2 separate regions of the Macaca mulatta genome follow, and region 1 is linked to region 2. A link is a contact called in public Hi-C data. All regions are on one chromosome and are shown on one strand. The core of a region is the stretch at or near the end of the contact, and the rest is flanking DNA. Distances in the headings are between cores, read along the strand shown. Region 1 overlaps MAPKAPK2 (MAPK activated protein kinase 2). Region 2 holds the start of MAPKAPK2 (MAPK activated protein kinase 2).

What was found. Hi-C and Micro-C count contacts between places; a contact is called where the count stands out from the background.
Region 1: a contact with region 2 is called in a Hi-C map of CD4 T cells, with 2.0 times the contacts expected there. The contact joins the enhancer-like site here to the promoter of MAPKAPK2 in region 2. A contact is called at or near these places in 5 of 14 Hi-C or Micro-C datasets (CD4 T cells, blood, cortical neurons and 2 more).

What each region holds. Positions count from the first base shown.
Region 1 is chr1:64,469,117-64,472,658 of T2T-MMU8v2.0, reverse strand. All of the region lies in intron 1 of MAPKAPK2 (MAPK activated protein kinase 2), which reads right to left. Among named protein-coding and RNA genes, the nearest start is that of MAPKAPK2, 41 kb to the right of the region's middle. Within about 2 kb of position 1,573, at least 1 of the 40 cell types and tissues checked has an H3K27ac peak or open chromatin away from gene starts, as enhancers often do. A contact at or near this core is called in CD4 T cells, where this site is marked.
Region 2 is chr1:64,428,811-64,431,834 of T2T-MMU8v2.0, reverse strand. MAPKAPK2 (MAPK activated protein kinase 2) reads right to left here and starts at 1,761. Exons shown (of 10, transcript XM_078004832.1): 1 at 1,141-1,761. The coding sequence starts at 1,425.

The DNA.
Region 1 (3,542 bases), core at 324-2,823, 41 kb before region 2:
TCACTGAACCTCATTGATACCCCTTCTCCCTGGACAAGTTGGCTGGGGGTATTAAAGAAGGCTGGCTTCTCACCAGCCTCAGGGGTTCAATCTTGACTTGTCTAAGCCAGTCTCATTAATTCCAGTCCCTTTGCTAGTGACTGGCTTGGGAACGAGCCTACAACCCAACTGGCCAAGAACCTTGTAAGAAATCTGCTAAGAGGCTTCTTAAAGGGAGCACAAGAAACCTACATCTCTCTCCTGTATATGGCACCTGGGACCATGACAGTCACATCATTACCAGTAAGGGGGGCCTAAGAGGATAAACCAATGCACCAAGGAAGGCAACCAGGAGAGATGGCAACTACCTGGATCCTTGCTGACATCACCAGGGATCCCTCAGGACTTATTTTTGACAAGATAATAAACTCTTCTTACTGTTTAAGCTGCTTTTCGTGAAATTTTTTATTGCCTGGAGCCAAAATCATCCTGATCTACCCTTCCTTTGTAAAGTGGGGATGGATAATGGCTTCTGTTTCACATATTTGTTGTGAGGATTAAGTGAAATATTTCCACAAAGCACCTCACAGAGTGTCTGACATATATGCTCACTAATAGCTGTCATTTTTATCACCAATTGTCTGCTAAGTGCAAGCACAGGTGCCAAAATAATTCAGACAACGACACTCATAGATTTAGCATCTTCATGGGAAGTCAAGAAGAGCCCTATATGGTCTACACTCCAGCTGCTTTGGACATTCAGAGGGCTGGGGTGTCCAAGAGACAGGCTGGGAAGGAAATGGACAGGCAGAGGGAAGGCATGCAGGCAGAGGGGAATGTGGCAAGCAGGTGCTGACTGACTGAGATGGAGTGGAGCTGGGGTGATACAGCAGGGAGGCCTAAGAACCTGCTAGAAAGTGTCTGAAGCTTGCAAATAAGATCAGATGGCCACGATGGAGCCAGCTTGCAGGGGGCAGGGAAGGGCAAATGAGCATTTCCAACAAGAAAGCTGGCATACATTCATGCTATGGCCCATGGTATGTTGGGTTTTTCCTAACTGTACATTTGCCATTTTACAGGATGAGGAAGCTGAGGCTCAGGGAAGTAGCATGCCCAAGGCTAAGTTTCTGAGAAAAGGCAGAGCCAAGGTTGGAATCCAGGCCTGGTAGATTCCAAAGACCAAGGCTTTCCACCACACCACCCAGTTTTTAGAGGAGGCTGGAAGCCAAGATTTCTCTGACTGACTTTGCAGAGGCAATTCCCCAAACAGGTATCTAGAAGGAATCAATGGCTAGATACCATGGAGTAACAGGTGGCTGGAGCCAATAGGTGCAGGAGGCAAGGTTCCCATGAGGTCACACTGCCACCTTGTGGCCATATGAGGACACGGCATGGGTCTTCAGTTCTGCCACCTTTAACTTCCTTCGAGATTTTTTGTTGTTGTTTTGGGGACCGGGTCTTGCTCTGTTGCCCAGACTGGAGTGCAATGACACAATCTTGGCTCACTGCAACCTCCACCTCCCAGGTTCAAATGATACTCCCACCTCAGCCTCCTGAGTAGCTGGGATTACAGGTGTGAGCCACCAGGTCTGGCTAATTTTTTGATGTTTTTAGTAGAGATGGGGTTTCGCCATGTTGGCCAGGCTGATCTCGAACTCCTGGTCTCAAGTGATAACCTACCTTGGCCTCCCAAAGTGCTGGGATTACAGGTGTGAGCCACCACGCCCAGCCTTCGACTTCATTCATTTGGATGTACCAGGAAAAAAGTTTATTTTCCCATGCTCTAAGGGGAGCAAGAGAAGGCAATGGCCAGTTTCCTTTGTATATAATTCAATCCAACAAGCATTTACTGAGCTCCTACTATGGGCCATGCATTGCACTGAATGTCAAAACCAAATAGAACAGTCCTGATCTGGAAAAGCCTAGGCTAGTGGAGGCAGAAGAAGATATGAGGGGAGACACAGAAAATCCTTAAAATCCAGTGAGATTATATGCTGTAAGAGTGCTAAATTCAAAGGGTTCAGGAGGAACAAGGTTTCCAGAGCAGCCACGCAGAAAGAACCTCGATCGCCCCCTACAGGCACATAAGACCTGGAGCCCAGAGGAGAATTAAAGTTGTCAGATTTACTCAGAAGCAATGCATGGTTGTAGAGCTACAATCAGGGAAGACTTGGCCCAGTCTGAAAATTGTCAGTTTCTTCTTGCACAGCTTCACAGAGAGGTCTGCCTTTCAGAGCCTGTGCCACATGCATTTAGGAGCGATGATACCTGCCTAGCCTCCCCTTCACAGAAACATTATGAGCATCTAATGAAATAATACCTCTAAAAGTGCTTTATTGTCAGAAAGGCATTCATCACTGTTAACCAGTACCACTAATGCCACAGAACGGGGGGTCCCTCCGTCACCAGTGAGTAGAGCCTGGAGCATGTAGATGTAACCAGTACAAGTTACTAGCAAGACTGTAGGCTGGGTTTCTGTCTTCAGTGCAGTGACCACCACCAGGACATCCGCCAACCAGAGCTGTGCTAAGTGAGGATGCACCAAGATCCAAATCCAAATGCATGCTCCTTGGCACCCCCTGAATTGCAAGCGCCCACTGCAACCTCCACACTTTCTGCCCTAGACACGTTAAGAGTGCATGGTACAAGGCAAAGGAGAGTTTGCGCAAGAAGGGCTGGGTTCACATCGCACTTCCAGACTTGCACAAACTCTCTACCCATTAGAGGAGGCGGGTGTAGCACAGTGAACCTGGGTTTTGCAATTACGGGCATTTTGAATCCCAGTTCTGCACTTCCTAGCTTGTGTCAGGCAAGCCCACCTATCTTTCTGAAAAGGGTTTCCTCATCGGTAAAATTAGATTCAACTTTGTGAAATAATATCCTTGAAGGTGCTTCAGAAACTCTATACAGGGTAGTTTTTACTTTTAAAAAATTTACCCTGTTGCATATTTATGCCTTATCTGCCCAACCTAACTGAGTTTCTAATGGGCAAGATCTAATCTGATTTCTGTTTACTCCCTCCCCTCTTCCTTCCCTCACCTAGTGGTTAGGAATTTCTGAGCCAATATCGCCTCATTCTGTTGCTTCTTCTCCCTACTAAACTCTCCCCCAGTGACTGAGTGAGGGTGAGCTGTCCTTTCTGTCCTGAATTGGAAAAGGTAGTATTTTTAATTTCTTAGAGAAACACAGCAAGAATTTCCCATGAAGACTGGTCATTGCACATCCTGCATTTGTATTCCAGAACTTACATTAAATTTAAAAAAAAAAAAAAAAAAAAAGGACTGGTCATTGACATTCATCCAGGCACATGTTTATCAGAAATCCCTGACTGGATAGGAAAATCAGCCCAAGCAATGAAAGACCTTCAAATGGGTGAGGCAGGCTGGCTGACGTCATGGGCGCACAGCCCTGAAGTGCCAAAGTGGCTTTGTGGACAAGTGTGGAGCGCAGAAAGCCTGGAGAGAGGAAACCAAGAATGTGCTAATTTGGAGTACAGGGCTAAGTAAAGAACAGCAGGGGAGGTGGCCTGCGCTCCAAGCCAGAGAAGAGACAGGGAAGGAAAG
Region 2 (3,024 bases), core at 512-3,011:
AACTGAAATACAGCTCGCTATGGGGGCTGATGGGGAAGAGAAAAATACAACACAGGAAGTATTTTTCTCCTCCTCCAATCATTGAGACACCCCAGGGGAAACAAACCTGAAATGTCACCTTTAGAGATTGGTTTGACCTGAAACCCCTGTGAGAGGAAAACCTTGTTGGTGTCCCTGCAAGACCGGCTCACACTTCACTGGGGACCCACCCATCTCCAGAGACCTCCCACTCCATTCTGTTTAACTTCTGAAGTCGATTTTCTCACTTGAATCCTTATTCTCCCCACCACCACACCCCTTAAAGAAAGAAAAGGGATGGGCTTCCCCGGCTCAAGGATAATGTTTCCTCAGACTGCCCATCACCGCGCGAGTCCAGGACAGCAAGTGGCCCTCTCCGGGAGTCGGAATCAGCACGGGTCCGGCCGCGGGTTACAGACTCAGTTCACAATCATCAGCCGGGCCGCGGACACCGCCGGCCTCTCCCCGGAGCCGCCCCGCGCGGGGGTGGGACGGGGCCAGCTCCGGGATCCAAACAATCCCGCCCCCGCAGCCGGGGGACGCCCAGGACCCTGCCTCAGCACACCTCCTGGCTGGCGCGCCCCAAGGCGGCCCGGATGCCCTCCCGAGGCTCGGGGAAGTGAAATCACACATTCCGGCTCCCAAATAAGGAGCGAGGCTAAATAAACCTCTGCGATCCGACTTCTCCAAACCAACCGACCAACCGGCTCAATGAGTAATGGGCCTTTTGTGCCCGCAGAGAGAGAAAAAGGAGGGAGGAGAGGACGGGGAACCACCCCCCCCAAAATCACTTCCTTGAGATGGAGTGAAATTAGCAGAAGTCCCGAGGCCAACCGTTCCGACTCGGCTGGATTCCGCTCAAACCCCAAAATGGCAGGGTCCCCTGAGTCCCCGGAGCGGGTTCCAGGGCTCCCGCCCGGGAGCGGCCGGAAGCGGTCAGGGTGGCGAGGGCGCTGGGACCCGCCGCCCGCCCCGCACTCGGCACCCCCGGCCCGGCCGCCCCGCCCCGCCGCGGCCACCCCTCCGCCAGCGCCGCGACCCAGGCCGGGACGGGAACCCGACGCTGGGGAGCTCCAGGGCCCGGGGCCGGCCCCGCCTCCCCTCCCCGGGCCCCAGACCTACTTTGAGGGCGAATTTCTCCTGGGTCCTCTTGTTGAAGATCTGCAAAACTTTCCCGTTGATGCCCAGCCCCAGGACCTGGCTGGTGACCTTGTAGTCATCGATGATGGCGTTCTTCTTGATCTGCAGGCCGGACTTGACATGGAACTGCGGGAACTGCTGCGGGGGCGGCGGCGGCGGCTGCGCCGGGGGGTGCGGCGGGGCAGGGGCAGGGGCGGGGGGCTGCGGCGGCGGGGCCGGGGCGGGGAAGGGCACCGGCGGGCTCTGGCCCTGGGAGTTGGACAGCATGGTGCCCGGGGGCTCGGGGATACGGGCGAGGGTGCCCGCGGCCGCCCCCTCCTCCGGCTCCGGGCCCCCTCCCCGCCGCCCCCCGACCGGCTGCGAAGTTCGCTCCGAGCTGGAGCCGGCTTCCCCGACCCGGCCCGGCTCCAGGCTCGGCGGGTCGCGGGGCTCCGTGGGTCCCGCCGCTCGCCGCTGGCGCCCACCGGCCGGGCGCCCTCCCTCCCTCCCTCCCTCCCCCCGGGGGCCTGGCGCTCTGGGGACCGCGGGGCGGCGGGGGCCCGGCCGGGGGGAAGCGGCCGCGCGACAAAGTACCCAGCCCCGGGCCGGCGGCCGCGTCACAGCCTCGTCTGCGTCCGGGGCCGGTCCTTAAAGGGGAGGGGAGGGGGGCGTGGCCTGGGGAGGCGTGGTGTGGGGGAAGGGCGGTCCTTAAAGGGGAGGACGCCCGGTGCCGGGAGCTGGGAGGATCGCGGAGTAGTCTGGGGGCTGCTGCCTGGGGGACAAGGAGCGAGGACGAGGAAATCCTAGTTCTTAACCAAGGCCATGCAAAGGGAGAGGGGAGGCGTGTCAAAGGAGCTGCTTAATTCAGATGGAAAATCCACTCCTCTCCAATTGTCTGGGCCTCTCAGCGTCAGCGAAATTGGGAGAAGGGTGTATTTCCAAGGAGAGGGATGGCTGGTAGGTGTCCAGCTAGATGAGACCTCGCGGGGGAGCTGGAATCGTCCCAGGAAAAGGTGTGAGCCAAAGGCGGGCGTATTAAATATTTCCCTAACTTCAACATTTTCCTCTGAGGTTTTTTGCATCTCTTTTCTCATTAATTTATTGTTTTTCAGTAAAGACGTATTATTGTGTCAGGAGCACTTTACTAATTATACCTTTGAACATGTTTTCATGTAAAAAAACTAAAAAGGATACAGGGTGGCAAGAGGATGGGTTGAGATTTGGGCCGCCATAATTCCCGCCATCCTTTGCCACGGATTGGCTGCGTGAGGCTGAGCAAGCCTTGCACCTCTCTCTCCGTGGGAAGAACAGTGAGAGTTTTTCAAAGGTTGTGGGCAGAGTCAGAGGAGATAATGAAACTGAAGGGGAGGCCCTGGGGAATGGCTTCTGATTTCCGATGTGGAAAAATTAATCCGTAAGAAGTGGGTTAGCCCCGTGTATCTCAGGAAAAGCCCAGGGATCTAGCTGGACCCTGCATAGAAGCTGCCAGGAGGCCTCCACACACATTCTAATGGGGTTCGAGATGACCAAGTGCATCCCTGCTGACCTCCTCCCACCTCTGACTGACAGAACAGTTGAGAAATGGCAGGCGACCCAGACAGGTGAACACAAAACCTCAGCTTAAGTCTTGGTGAGGCCAGTTAGAGAATGAGGCTTGACCTATGGCCACACATTCCCCCTGAGAGGTCCCCCAAAACTCCAGAAAGAAGACAGCACCTCCGGAAGGGGCCCTTGGGGATAGAACTTAGGTAGGTAAGGCACAAGTGCCAATGTCTCTTCCCTCATTCACCTTTCCCAGAAGATGCTTGTGGAGGCAGGAATGAGGGGGAGGAGTGAGGGGCGGGACTTACCCTCCCAACGCTGTCCTTTCCTGGGGCAGGCAGGGCT